Linked DNA regions of Cricetulus griseus: region 2 is linked to region 1. Evidence: chromatin contacts called from public Hi-C data. All regions are on one chromosome and are shown on one strand. Each heading gives the region's core, a stretch centred on a gene start, on an enhancer-like site or on the middle of the called end of the contact. The rest is flanking DNA. Distances are from core to core; before and after follow the strand shown. Region 1 holds the start of Hlx (H2.0-like homeobox protein). Region 2 has its middle 220 kb from the start of Dusp10.

Region 1 (6,183 bases), core at 742-3,241:
TCTACCTGGAAATGTGTCTTGGAATTGATGCTGAACAGAACTTCTTGGGTTGGAGCTTAAGGGGCTGAGGATAGCAGACGCCTCGCTAATGGGCTCTAGAGACGCGAAGAACTGTCCAGTCGAAGGCTGCAGGCCAGCCAGGTGCACCCCTGCAGGACGCCCACCGGTTAGCAGCGAGGTGAGATCTGGGTGGCAGGAAAGAAGAGTCGGTTACATGTTGGACAAGCTCATACCCTCTCTTCCCTTCTCCCTTGATCCAGTTTTATCCGATTGAAGTCAAGAAAGACCCCTATATTCACGGGAAGCAGTTTCCTGACAGCCGCCAAGAGTGGGGCTTGAACCGCCCCTGTATCAACCACGTCCAGTCTACCCCCCCCCCAGCAAGAAAAAGCTTTTCATAAAATGGTGCTAAGATGCTAGCTAGCCCCCTTCCTCTGCCTTCTCCCCTCCGGAGCTTAGACTAGCAGTTTTGCTTCCCCACAATTCTTGGGAAGCATTTTACTGGAAATCAAATAAATGCAAAATGTCCCCACGCCGAGATTTCCCTATGAGAAAGGCCTATGTCTTTCTGTAGATATGCCATTCAAAAGACAGGTTATACCCACCCACTTTTGCAAAAGTTTACAGCGATCAGGTTGTTGACACGCGTTCTGTGCTGTATAAGCATCCGAGAGTCACTTTTTACTTAGAGTAGCTGAGTTTTAAATGTCTCATAGTTATCTTACAATTCGTTTTCTTCTCTGTCATTCTACCGATTTGTCCTTAAGTGTAAAAGCACACAAAACCAAACCAAAAACCAAACCAAAACAACAACAACAAAAACCCGCATGGGACCAGGGCCCATGGTTATGAGGCCTGAAGCCTCCCAACCAGAACGTACCTCTCAGAGTGTTGCCTTCCTTGACTTTCGGGTCAAACTCTGAAGACAAAATTCGGTCGATTCCAAATTTGAGGTCTTTGCTGGAGGGGGCAGGGGCGGAGCCGCTATGGTGGGGGACCACCCGCGTCCCTGAAGCCGGTGGCTGCAGGGAGCCCGCCCGAGGTGGAGGCGGAGGCTGTTGCTGCGACTGTTGTTGGGGCTGCGTTGGTTGTTGCTGCGGGAGATGTTGGTGATAGGCAGCCGAGAGCGGGGACAGCCGCTGAGGAAAGCCAGCCGGGACTTCTGAAGGCGCCACCACCGGGGTGGGACGTAGCGGGGATCTGGTGGCAGCTTGGAAGGAGGCGTGCGGGTGCACGGAGCCCAAGTGCGCGGTGAGGGCGGCGGAGGCCCCCACCAGTCCCTCTGCGGCGGGCCCGGGCTCCCCGACGCCGGCGTGCAGGATGTCCGCGATGCAGAAGGAGGGCTTCTTGACAGCCGCGGGGTCCAAGGGGAAGGAGCAGCCGCCCGGGCCGGCCGAGGAACAGTAAGCGGCTGACCAGAGGCTAAAGTTGGAAGCGTAGAAGGGAGCCAGGCCGGCCGCGAACATCCTGGCAGGATCCTGGCGGGGCCCCGGGTGAGTGGGTGAGTGGGTGGGGGCTCGGGGAGAGGCGGTGTCCCAGCCAAGCCCGGTCTGCTTTCGGTTCTCCGCCCGCACTGAAGCCGAGGGCCAGCAGGGCGCCCTAGTGCCACCGAGAGAGGAGGCGAGGGCCCGGTCGCCTCCCGCCACCGCCTGGGCCCCTGGCCTGGCTTGAAAGGCGGCGCGGCGAGCGCGCTCCCCGCGGGGAGGAGGCGGTAGCCGGGTGCTGGAGCGACGAGGCGGGCGCGGCCTCGCTCCGCTACTCCGGAGAAGCCGGGAAGACAGGGGCCCGGCACCGAAAGAAAAACCCAAACAGCTAAGCCCTAAGAGCTAAATTTAAAACAACAATAATGATCCGTTAGCTTAAAAAAATTAAGAAGAAGGAAAAAAAAAAAAAACTCCTCTCTAAAAACTCCCAAAGTTTTGGCAGGAGCTTTCGAGTCAGACCCGGGGTAGGACCTTGATCCGTGCGCTCATTGGACGCCTATGTGACCAATGGGACTCAGGAGTGGAGGGGAATTGGGAAAGAGGGGCGTGGCCCGTCCTCAGCCACGCCCTGGCCACACCAAAGTGTTTTCTGCGGCCGCGTGGGCTGAGCTAAGCACTGCGCGTCCCTAGGAGCCGCTTAGGGGCGGAGAGTCGGCTCCTCCGGCCTCTGGCTGTCCTCTGTGGCCTGCTGCTCGGGGACCCGCCACGGGGAGCGAGGAGTCTGTCTCAAGAGGGGAGCGCTGGGACTCCCATGCTCGGCTGTAATGAACAGTTTCCCTCATCCCCCCAGAACAGACCGCGCGGGCGGACCGTAGGCTGTCCCTTCTATTTTCTACTTTCACGCGATTCTTCTCTCTGCTTTTATTTATCCCAAATTCTGGTGTCCTCGGCAAAGGCTCCATCTTTCCCGGGCCCCTGCAACCCGGAATCCCGGCCCAAATCTGCAATCCGTCTGCCTCCGAGCTCACAGGAGCTTCTCAGAGAAGCCAGAGGAGGGCCGGCCGCAAATTATTTTTATTCTGAGATGTCATTCCAGTGACAACTTGAAAGAGTGACTTTTCAAACAAAATAAGATAGATGGCTCCAAACGTCTCCCTTGGACACATCCAAACTTTTGCCCCGAGCCTAGGAAACAACAAAACGGGCTTTCTCACCGGGCCCAGGAGAGCAGCAAGCGAGTCCTCTCCCTGCACCTTGTAGGAAGTGCCACCCTTCGGGGCCACCACATACCCTGGTCACGTGGGTCCGATATTTTGCAAGTGCCAGGGAGAGGTTGCCTTTGAGATTAAATACCTACTTTCAATTCGGTGGCGGTTTTTCCAGGATCCGCTTTGGCCTGTTGGCGGGAGGCGCTGTCCCAGCCGCCACAGCCAGCGCCTTCCATTCTAGCCGGGGTCTTTAGAACTCTGGGTATGTGGAGCGGGAGTTTTCTGTAGCATCAACATCTCTATTTTAAGAATTCGTTGTGTTTTAAATTATAGTCAGAATGGATTTCCCCGCCCCTCTCCCAAACAGATCACAGGCTGAGCTGTTCTTGCACATTTTCAGGAAGAAAATAAAATAACGACAATAACGAAACCATCAAATCTTTTGTTTTCGATTGTACAAATAATTGTCTCCTAAATGAGATTCCAAGGCATGCTTATTTCTCCTCAGCTCTAAGATACCAGTTAAACCCGAAAACGCATGGGGACATGCTAGGCTACTATCAGTTCAGGATTGGAGTGGGCTCCTGAGTTAATTAACGTCTAGCAGCTTTGTGGCCCTTCCTCAGCGACATTGTCATCATTAGCGGTTGCCTTTCTCCTGGACCACAACCATCAGCTAAGGCTAATCAGTCACAGAATCTACAGCCACTGAGATTTTTCCTCTCTTTCTTGTCTTTCCCTCGATTTCTACTCTGCGCCCCACTCCCTCGCGAAAGGCTCCCTGGCCTTAACTCCCGGCATCAGGGACAGAGGGGTATAGACAGTTGAGGGCAGCGGTGCCTTGGGGAGAGGGGCCGGATGTCATGTCTAGCAGGAGGTGGACTTGTGATGAGCACAAGGCCACCGAGGTGAGACTTTGGCTAAAAGTTCTGCTGTGATGAGGTGAGAGAGAACCGTGTCATTAATTTCACCAGGTGCTTAGGGAAAGCAAGTCACCAGCCCGGTGGAGAGAGCGTGTAGGCTCCTCTATTCTTTCTTTTCTGGAAGCCTCGTAATTCGGCTGCGATTCCAGTTTGGCCGCAGACGTCCAGACAGTAAACGGCCTAGACCAAAGGCCCTGATAAAAAGAACTTAGAAGCCTGCACCTTCACCTCTTCCCCTAGGGATAAAAGGCTCCCTTTTTCCTTCTTGCACAGTTTGAGACCCGCTGAGCGGGAGGTGAGTGCAGAACCCGAACGCTCTAGGTATCTGGCAGTGTCCACAGCCGGATCTGTGGCGCTTAGAAACCAGGAGCGCCCCGCGGCTCAAAGGCTAGACAGTTTGCAAGGGCTTCTTTCCCCACAGGTCGGCTGTAACAGGCTGTATCGCCTCGGAAAGATCCTCTGTTCCCCCGGGCTAGCGGCATTTTTGCAATCCAGCCACAGCCTCACCCACTGCCCAAGGCCTAATCGGAGCTCCTAGGGGGCGAACGCCAAAGGGAAAGAAAAAGAAAAAAGGCAGCCTTTGGGTAGGTGGGTCTTTCTTGCTCCAGGCCCAAGCCTCACCCCTGCAGGTCACTCGCCTTGGTGAGAGCCCGCACACTGCCCTCTTCTTTACCCCCTACCCTTCAGAACCGAGAAAGCAGCAGGAAACCCAGGGCTCGCCGGAGTTCAGGTCATCTCCTGTTTTTTTGATGGGCTCAAACTTGGACTAAATGAGCGGATATGCCTGCGAGATTGGTCTCAAAATAGAAGCGGCCCTAGTATTTTAGGATACTGCAGAAATCCTTATTTCTTCCGGAGAAAAACTCTATAATGACTCCTAGCACTTCCCCTTTCAATATTTGTGCAACTTTATCTCCACCGGCAAGTTGCTGTGGTGACGCAAATCCGCTCTTCTGTATTACAACTTCCAAAATAAATGCACGGAAATCAATTCCCCTCTAGCAATGAAAATATAAGTATGCAGCTGTGACTTTCGCCTTTAATCTTTGCTTTCCGAGCTGTTCAGGGCTGTGGCGAAATGAACTAGCCCAGAGTTGTTGTTGCCTGAGCAGGGAGGCCCTAGGGGCAGAGGCGTGGACTCCCGGGGGACCTTGTAACCACCAGGGATAGAAATGAGCCCGATTAAATCAAATTACTTGAACTTAGTTCACACTCACGCGTCTATCAAAAAGGTCAAAATTTGGGGGGGAGGCACTACCGCGCCTGGGGCGTTTGCTCATTTATGATTGCTGTTTATAGACGTGCAATCTATCCCCTTTGTCTTTTCCAGAGAAGACACACAGCCAAAGTATTTCACAATACCAGGAATAGTCAAGGTCTTCGCAGGTCCCTTAATAATTTGACAATGTGGTTTCTGAACATTTAAGATTGAGGAAAGCAATGGATGCAATGCAATACTCAGACAAGAGAAAGCTCTGGTCTCTTTTCAGTTCTCTCTTGTGCTCAAAAGGGGCAAATTCTTACTTTAAACCCAGGGACATACATAAGAGAGCATGGTGGTGTTCCTTATTGTAGGAAGATAACTCCAGATGGGCTTGAACTAGCCAGATCTTTCAAAGGATTTGGGGACTGTAATATATAAAGTTACTCCTATCTCCACATGGGAACTCCCTCTCCGGTTCACTTTAAAGAATCTTTTAAACAGGATACTTACTCGCAGGTTTTTTTTTTTTGTTGTTGTTGTTTGTTTGTTTGTTTTTGGTTTTGTTTTTTTTGACCAAGAAATATATACCCGCAGTCAAAAGGCGGGAAAGGAAACACAGCATAGCCTGGATTTAAGCATTTGAGAGATTCTATGGACAACACTGTTGGAACCTGTGTGTTGTGTGCCCATCACTCCACCAGCCAGGAACCTGTGTGCTCCTCCAATGGGTACCTGTGTGTGGTATGCCTGTCACTCCACCAGCCGAGGTTTAATTATGGGCTTCAGGCCCAGCTCTTGTTTAGTGGTGAATGCTGGACTTTTTTCCTTGTGGGTTCTAGATAGTACAATTTAGTACATTTATGGGGAGAGGGAGGTATTCCAAGTAGACTTGCCTCCCATTTTCTGAGCTCCTTGGGTTTGCTCAGGTTGGAGGAAACTGGACTTTCTAGGAGGTGGGAAGAACAGCAGCCTGTAGCACCTGTAACCATTTGACAATCCACATGCTCCTCCCCACTTCCACGTGTGCTGGGCTCTCTGATCACCCACCCTCTCCTGGACCATGATCCCCCCCCCTTTTAAATTTTATTTATCCCGTAGGTCTGGCACCCAAATCTCGAAGCCCTTTGGGTCTGGTCCCATTTGCCCTTTTCTGGAGGATGGGGGGGGGTCTCTCCTGTTTCTAGGATGTGTCACTTCATAGATATGAAGACACTCGTCTCTCTTCCTGCCCCCTCTTGTTACACCCTCCCCTGGCTTTCCCCAACTCCCTTTAGAGATGGGGAGTGACAGCAGAGGCAAGCAGTTTGAAACCTGCTCCTGTTGTTAAAATCGGCTTCTCTATCCAGTTTATCTTTACATCTAGAAATGCCTCAGGCCTCAGGTGAGCTAGGGTAGAGCCCACCACACTACAGAACTTAGCATCC
Region 2 (5,689 bases), core at 901-3,400, 430 kb before region 1:
AGGAGCTGATAGAGAATAAACACATGCAGGCTTACAAGTACCAAGACCTGTCCACTCCCTACTCCAGTAAAAAGATCTTCTGCCTGGGGAATGGTGCCACCCACAATGGACTGAGTCTGCTCACATCAACTAACAGTCAAGACAATCTCCCATAGACATACCTGCAAACAACCCTGCTTTAGACAATCCTTCTCTGAAACTTTCTTCCTGGGTGGGTCTAGGTTGTGCAACATTGACAATTTAGAATTTACCACCAAAGCTCCACAGACCATTCACCATAGGCCAGTCACAGTTGACCTTGACAATTTCTATTCACCAATTCCCTAGTCTGTGTCAAGTGGGTTGTAGCTGTTGTTTTAATTACCTACAACAAAGCTACTAAGTGTAACCATTATCATCACTTCTTTTTTTGTTGTTGCTGTTTTGTTTTGTTTTTGAAACAGGGTTTCTCTGTCACATTGGAGGCTGTCCTGGAACTCTCTGTAGACCAGTCTGGCCTCAAACTCCCAGAGATCTGCCAGTCTCTGCCTCCAGAGTGCTGGATTAAAGGAGTGCGCCACTACCACCCAGCCATTATCTTCATTTGTTTGTGATAATGAGTCCAAGGGGATGAGGAAGGGTTCAAATTTTGAGTTTTTCTACGACACATGCTTTTCCTTTCCTATTTTTTTTAAGTTGTAAAAGACACATAACAAATGTCCCTACCTTTACTTTTAAGAAGACAGTTGAGTGACATCAAACACATTTAGAAGGTATCATATGTGTCACCATCATCCAGCTCTACAAACTTTGTCTTATAAATCCAAACCTCTATACCATTAAACAGTAATTACCCTTTCCCCGGAAGCATTATTTTTTCATTGTCTCTATGATTTTGACAAATTTTCCTTGCTTTTAAAGGCTGAATAATATTCCATTTTCTTTATCTATTCATCCATTAGTGAGTACTTGTGCTGCTTCTGTGTTGTTAGCTATAATGAACATTGATGTATAAATGTTGCGTTGAGAGCCTGTTTCCAAACCCTTTGAATAGGAACTCAGATGTTGCCACTGTTTGGACCTACAGCCCTCTGACTGGCCTTTTGCTTTTCTGCTGTCAAGATCGTCTCTTCACTTCCCAGCTTTCCTTTCTCATCCTATTTTAGTTCCCTCCAGAATAAAATTCTGTTTGTTCCATGAAGGCTCTATCATCGGTCCTTTAGCTCAATCCCCTGTCCACAGTAGGCACTCAATAATGAATGACTAACTAGATAAATGCTCACTGTATCTCCAAATCAAAGTTTTAAGATGGTAGGAGACATACGTGATATCGAGTCCACATGTTAGAGGGTTTAAAGGAAGCTTGTTAAACAAGTCAAGTCCTCATGTCTTCTAGGACGGAAAGCACTCCATAGGGCTCCCAAAACCTCATGGCAGCAGGAACAAAGGTCGAGACTGAGTATGCTGGGGGATTGTTGGAGTTGGGTCAACTCCAATTGGCACAAACAGGCCTGCTACTTTTTCTCCAGGGTTCCTTCTCCCAATATCATGTATTAATGCTAATTAGTCAGGCAGTGCCCTGATACAGAACACTGATGACCTAGAAGAATTACAGGGAGGTGCTGTCATTTCTCAAAGCCGCCCCCACCCCATGCCCAGGAGCAGCAGGGATAAGAGAAGAAGAAGGAGGGAGATCAGCAACTTCTCTCCAGAGATAAGTGCAAGTGAGATCAGGCCCAGCAGGAAGCAACTGGAGAAATGGTATTTTCACAGCTGGGTCTCTTTGCTTAAAATACCCAGCCCTTACTTTAGGAAAGTCCCTTCTACAAGGAGGGAATGGGCTGGCTGTTCACAGAGGCTGACCCCTGGTGTCACTCTGACTTTGAATTTCCCTTTCACTCAGATGGGCATAGGGATGACTTCTAAGCAAGGGCCTTGATTGTCACCAATTCACATCAGGTTGTTGTAGTGGGTGGCCTCTGTCTCACCTAGAGGGAAACGGAGATTGGGCTTAGTGTATGGAGCTGCATTCATGACATTCTCAGTATTTATATTCAGATCAGGGCTCTGGATTTAGATTATGTCTCCTGGGAAAATAGCAGTGTGGTCTCCATGGTGCTGCAAACACACCCCTTGAATGACTGCCTGGTGGCTTATCCTGGCAGATGAGTGGTCCTCTCCCAGATCTACTTTGGCATTCCTGGTATTTCCTGTAGATATCACCAAGAGGACATGACATAGGCTTTGATTTCAAAGACCAATGCCATAGGACATGACTCATCACTGTGACTCACTTTTAGGGACTTTCTCCTGAGAAGTGCCACTCAAATAGCATGGTGACAGACTCTACTCCTGTTGATGAGTAGAACACACACCCTGCTTCCAAATAGTCAGGACAGCAGCTGTGCTAATGAACATGCCTTAATTAGAAAATCAATATTGTAAAGGCCTGTGATGTTTAAAGTATTCTGGTGTCATCTGTCATTCATTTGCTATTTCATGAGTGATGGGTCAGAAGGCTATGGTATGTAAAAGGAATTATACATGGGTCACATTCCAACATGTCCATAGTCTAGCAAACATTATCTGATGGAAAGTAATACTTACTTTGGTCAAAGTAAAACAATACAGTTGAAAAGTAACAACAGAAAAGTTAATGATTCCATCTTGGCCAGGCTGCCATTCCTGTGCTCACACACCCTGTGGACTGTGCTTCTTTCTGCTCCAAATTCCTGAGTGTCAGTCACATAGGCCTCTTTGCCTTTCGGTCTTACTCCCAGCCCAGTCCCAGAGCCTCTTCCTGAGTCATCTTTGCACCCACAGGCCTTACACATCCCCTCGTGGCATCTTGTCATGCGTGCCGTGGTAGTGACAGGCGTCACTGTCTAATGAAGACACTGACAACGATGAAGGTCAAAGTCCCCACCACGCACTGGCTTCTAGGATTTTTCTTTTCTATGATGGACAGTCCTATAGATGTCAGCATCTGTAGTCAGCTGCATCATGATCATAACTAGTGTACAGCATGGTACCAGCACCCCAAATCCCATTCACTGTGGTCCTGACTGCCACACCTCCCTTCGGCCGGCAGTTCCCAGCTGTCACTGTTCTCAGAGCACTTACCTTTTGAGAACAGTGTCTGTCACAGAGCATTTTATATGTAGTGCAGGCTGCCTTTCCTTCTACTGAAGGACATTCGAGTTGTTTCCAGGTCGGAATAGTGAGAGTACAGCTACCCTCAACATGTATGCATTGGCTTTAAAGCAAACATACATTTTCATTCTCACGAACTTGGAATCCCTGGGGAGTGTATGTTTAATTTTATAAAGCCAAGACCACATGGTTTTCCAAAGTGGCTGTACCACTTTCCAACCCAGCAGTGAGTGGATACGAGCAGATGGTGATTTCAACAGGTCAATATTTTTCATTAAAAAAAAAAAATCTTGCTTTTATTTTGTGGACCGTGATCTTGGAATTTTTTCTCACTTCTCCCTAAACCCAAACCATGAGGATTTTTTTTTCTGACATTTTCTTCTGAAAGCCTTAGAGTTTTATGCAAGTGGCCTAATTGAGATCTCTGTTGCCTAACCCATGGTTTCTGGGAAATTGTAAGGTTCTCCTGGACTTCATGTCTGTGAGGAGTTCTTCCATCATGTACATCCAAGACCACAGTTTGTTACCCGCCACTTAGTCTCACTCCTCTCTCTCTCTCTCTCTCTCTCTCTCTCTCTCTCTCTCTCTCTCTCTCTTTCTCTCTCTCAAGTTTTACTGATGAGAAGGAGTTTCCTTCACTGACAGCACTTGGTCAGACCCCTTGTCCTGTGACAACCATCATAAAACCATCCATGCACTCAACTGTGGAGTCCTGATCTGGGCCCCGATGGGAGAGAACATATAGGTGATATCACAGAGATGCCACCTGAGAAATTCTAAATTCAGAAACATTTTCTCAGAATTTCTGAATGGGATGGTGTACATGATATTTAACTGGAGCTCATTCATAGAGTTGTGACAATAACCACCCTTTGGGAGTGTCAGAAGCCTTATCACCAATGTTCATGAGGATGGGGAGATGCTATGTCCTGCGATGAGGACCAGTCTTCATTGTCAACAGGACTGAATTTAGAATCACCTGGGAGACACAGCTCTGAGCCAGCCTATGTGCATGTCTGTAGGGTGTTTAACTGAGGAGGGAACACCGTCTCTGAATATGACAGCACCATCCTGTGGTCGGAAGTACAGACTGACCAGAGAGGGACAAAGAGAAAAGAAGCTGAGCAGAGAGTCCTCTCCAGTGCAATTACCTCATGTCCACAGTGCCATGATGTCACTGCCGCGATGGACTGCATCCCCTCAAACCACGAGCTGCTCAGTAAACAATAAACCCTTCTTCTCCAGTGCTTTGGTCATAGCAACAAGAAAAACAACACACACCCATTACTTCACTGAACTGTTTAAATGAGTGTGTTTTTATTGAAAGAAAGAAAGGGGGGTTGATATCTTTTCCCATTCTTTCTGGAAGAAAACAAGATCATTGACCAGTTGGACCCTGAATATACATTACCACATGTCTGTCTATCTCTCACCCTTACCTTCTGTGTGTGTGTGTGTGTGTGTGTGTGTGTGTGTGTGTGTGTGTGTGTGTTAGATGAAGATAGGAGACCTGAATTGGACTTAAGCATGGGTACTTGCCTCCCCTTTTGCTACAGCAGGAGTGCTGTGTGCCCACCAGGCACAGCCTGAAACACAAGCAGGAAGACGGGGCTGCCAGACCTGGTATGATGCGCACAGTAGCAAACATATGACAAAGGCTCAGAACGACCTAGAAATGTGCCACAAGAGATCCAGCCATGCTGACTACACATCAGCTTCTGAGATAGCAGCAGAAGAGATGAGTGAACCTTCAGCCACAGTGTGTCACTTCACTGGACACTTGGACCTGACTGCAGGCACTCGTCCTTGGATGCATGCCTTTACTCCTCATTTACAGATAGAATGGTGACAGCAAGAATCCACGTGTTCTCTCCCTGCCAAGTGTCCAGAGAATGTCCAGGGACTGCTTTCAGTCAGAAGACAGAAGCTTCTTAGAAATGAAGAGAGCAGGTGAGGCGCTGGAACTGACAGGGCGGCATCAGAGGGGAGGCATTCCATTCCTTTCACGTGTTTTTGTTTTGTTTTGTTTTGTTTGTTTCTTTGCGAGACAGGGTTTCTCTGTGTAGCTTTGGAGCCTATCCTGGCACTCTCTCTGGAGACCAGGCTGACCTCGGACTTACAGAGATCCGCCTGCCTCTGCCTCCTGAGTGCTGGCATTAAAGGCGTGTGCCACCAATGCCCGGCTTCCTTCCAGGTGTATTTGTGCTTCCTTGTGGCATTCAATTTTCAGAGCCACACTTAGCCATAATACGGGGTCAGATGCAGAGCAGGGCCACACTCAGAAGCTCAAAATCACCGTTTCTTTGGTGCCCAAGGAGTTCACTTCTCACATTTCATTTTTTTAGTCCCCCAAAGAACACAGAAGCATGTTGTTGTGACAGAGGAAATCCAGGAGTTTTTAGGTGATCAAGAGTTTGCCCCAAACACTAAAGCTCCTGCTCAGCCTCTCGGTCAAAAGATTTTTTAACTTAAAAGGTGTTAGCATGTTGTGCTAGCCAGCTTCAAAGAACTGTGACTCGGGGCTTTCACAGAACTGATGTAACCGTTCTGGAAGTCT

The links. A called contact is a pair of places that touch in the nucleus more often than the background predicts.
Region 2: a Hi-C map of fibroblasts shows a contact between it and region 1, with 4 times the contacts expected there. The contact joins the enhancer-like site here to the promoter of Hlx in region 1. A contact is called at or near these places in 3 of 8 Hi-C or Micro-C datasets (the CHO-K1 cell line, fibroblasts and liver).

What each region holds. Positions count from the first base shown.
Region 1 is chr5:9,939,306-9,945,488 of CriGri-PICRH-1.0, reverse strand. It overlaps Hlx (H2.0-like homeobox protein), which reads right to left and starts at 1,991. Exons shown (of 4, transcript XM_035445625.1): 1 at 881-1,991; 2 at 6-185. The coding sequence starts at 1,466.
Region 2 is chr5:10,372,457-10,378,145 of CriGri-PICRH-1.0, reverse strand. No RefSeq gene overlaps it. Among named protein-coding and RNA genes, the nearest start is that of Dusp10, 220 kb to the left of the region's middle. Within about 2 kb of position 2,150, at least 2 of the 6 cell types and tissues checked have open chromatin away from gene starts, as enhancers often do. A contact at or near this core is called in the CHO-K1 cell line and fibroblasts, where this site is marked.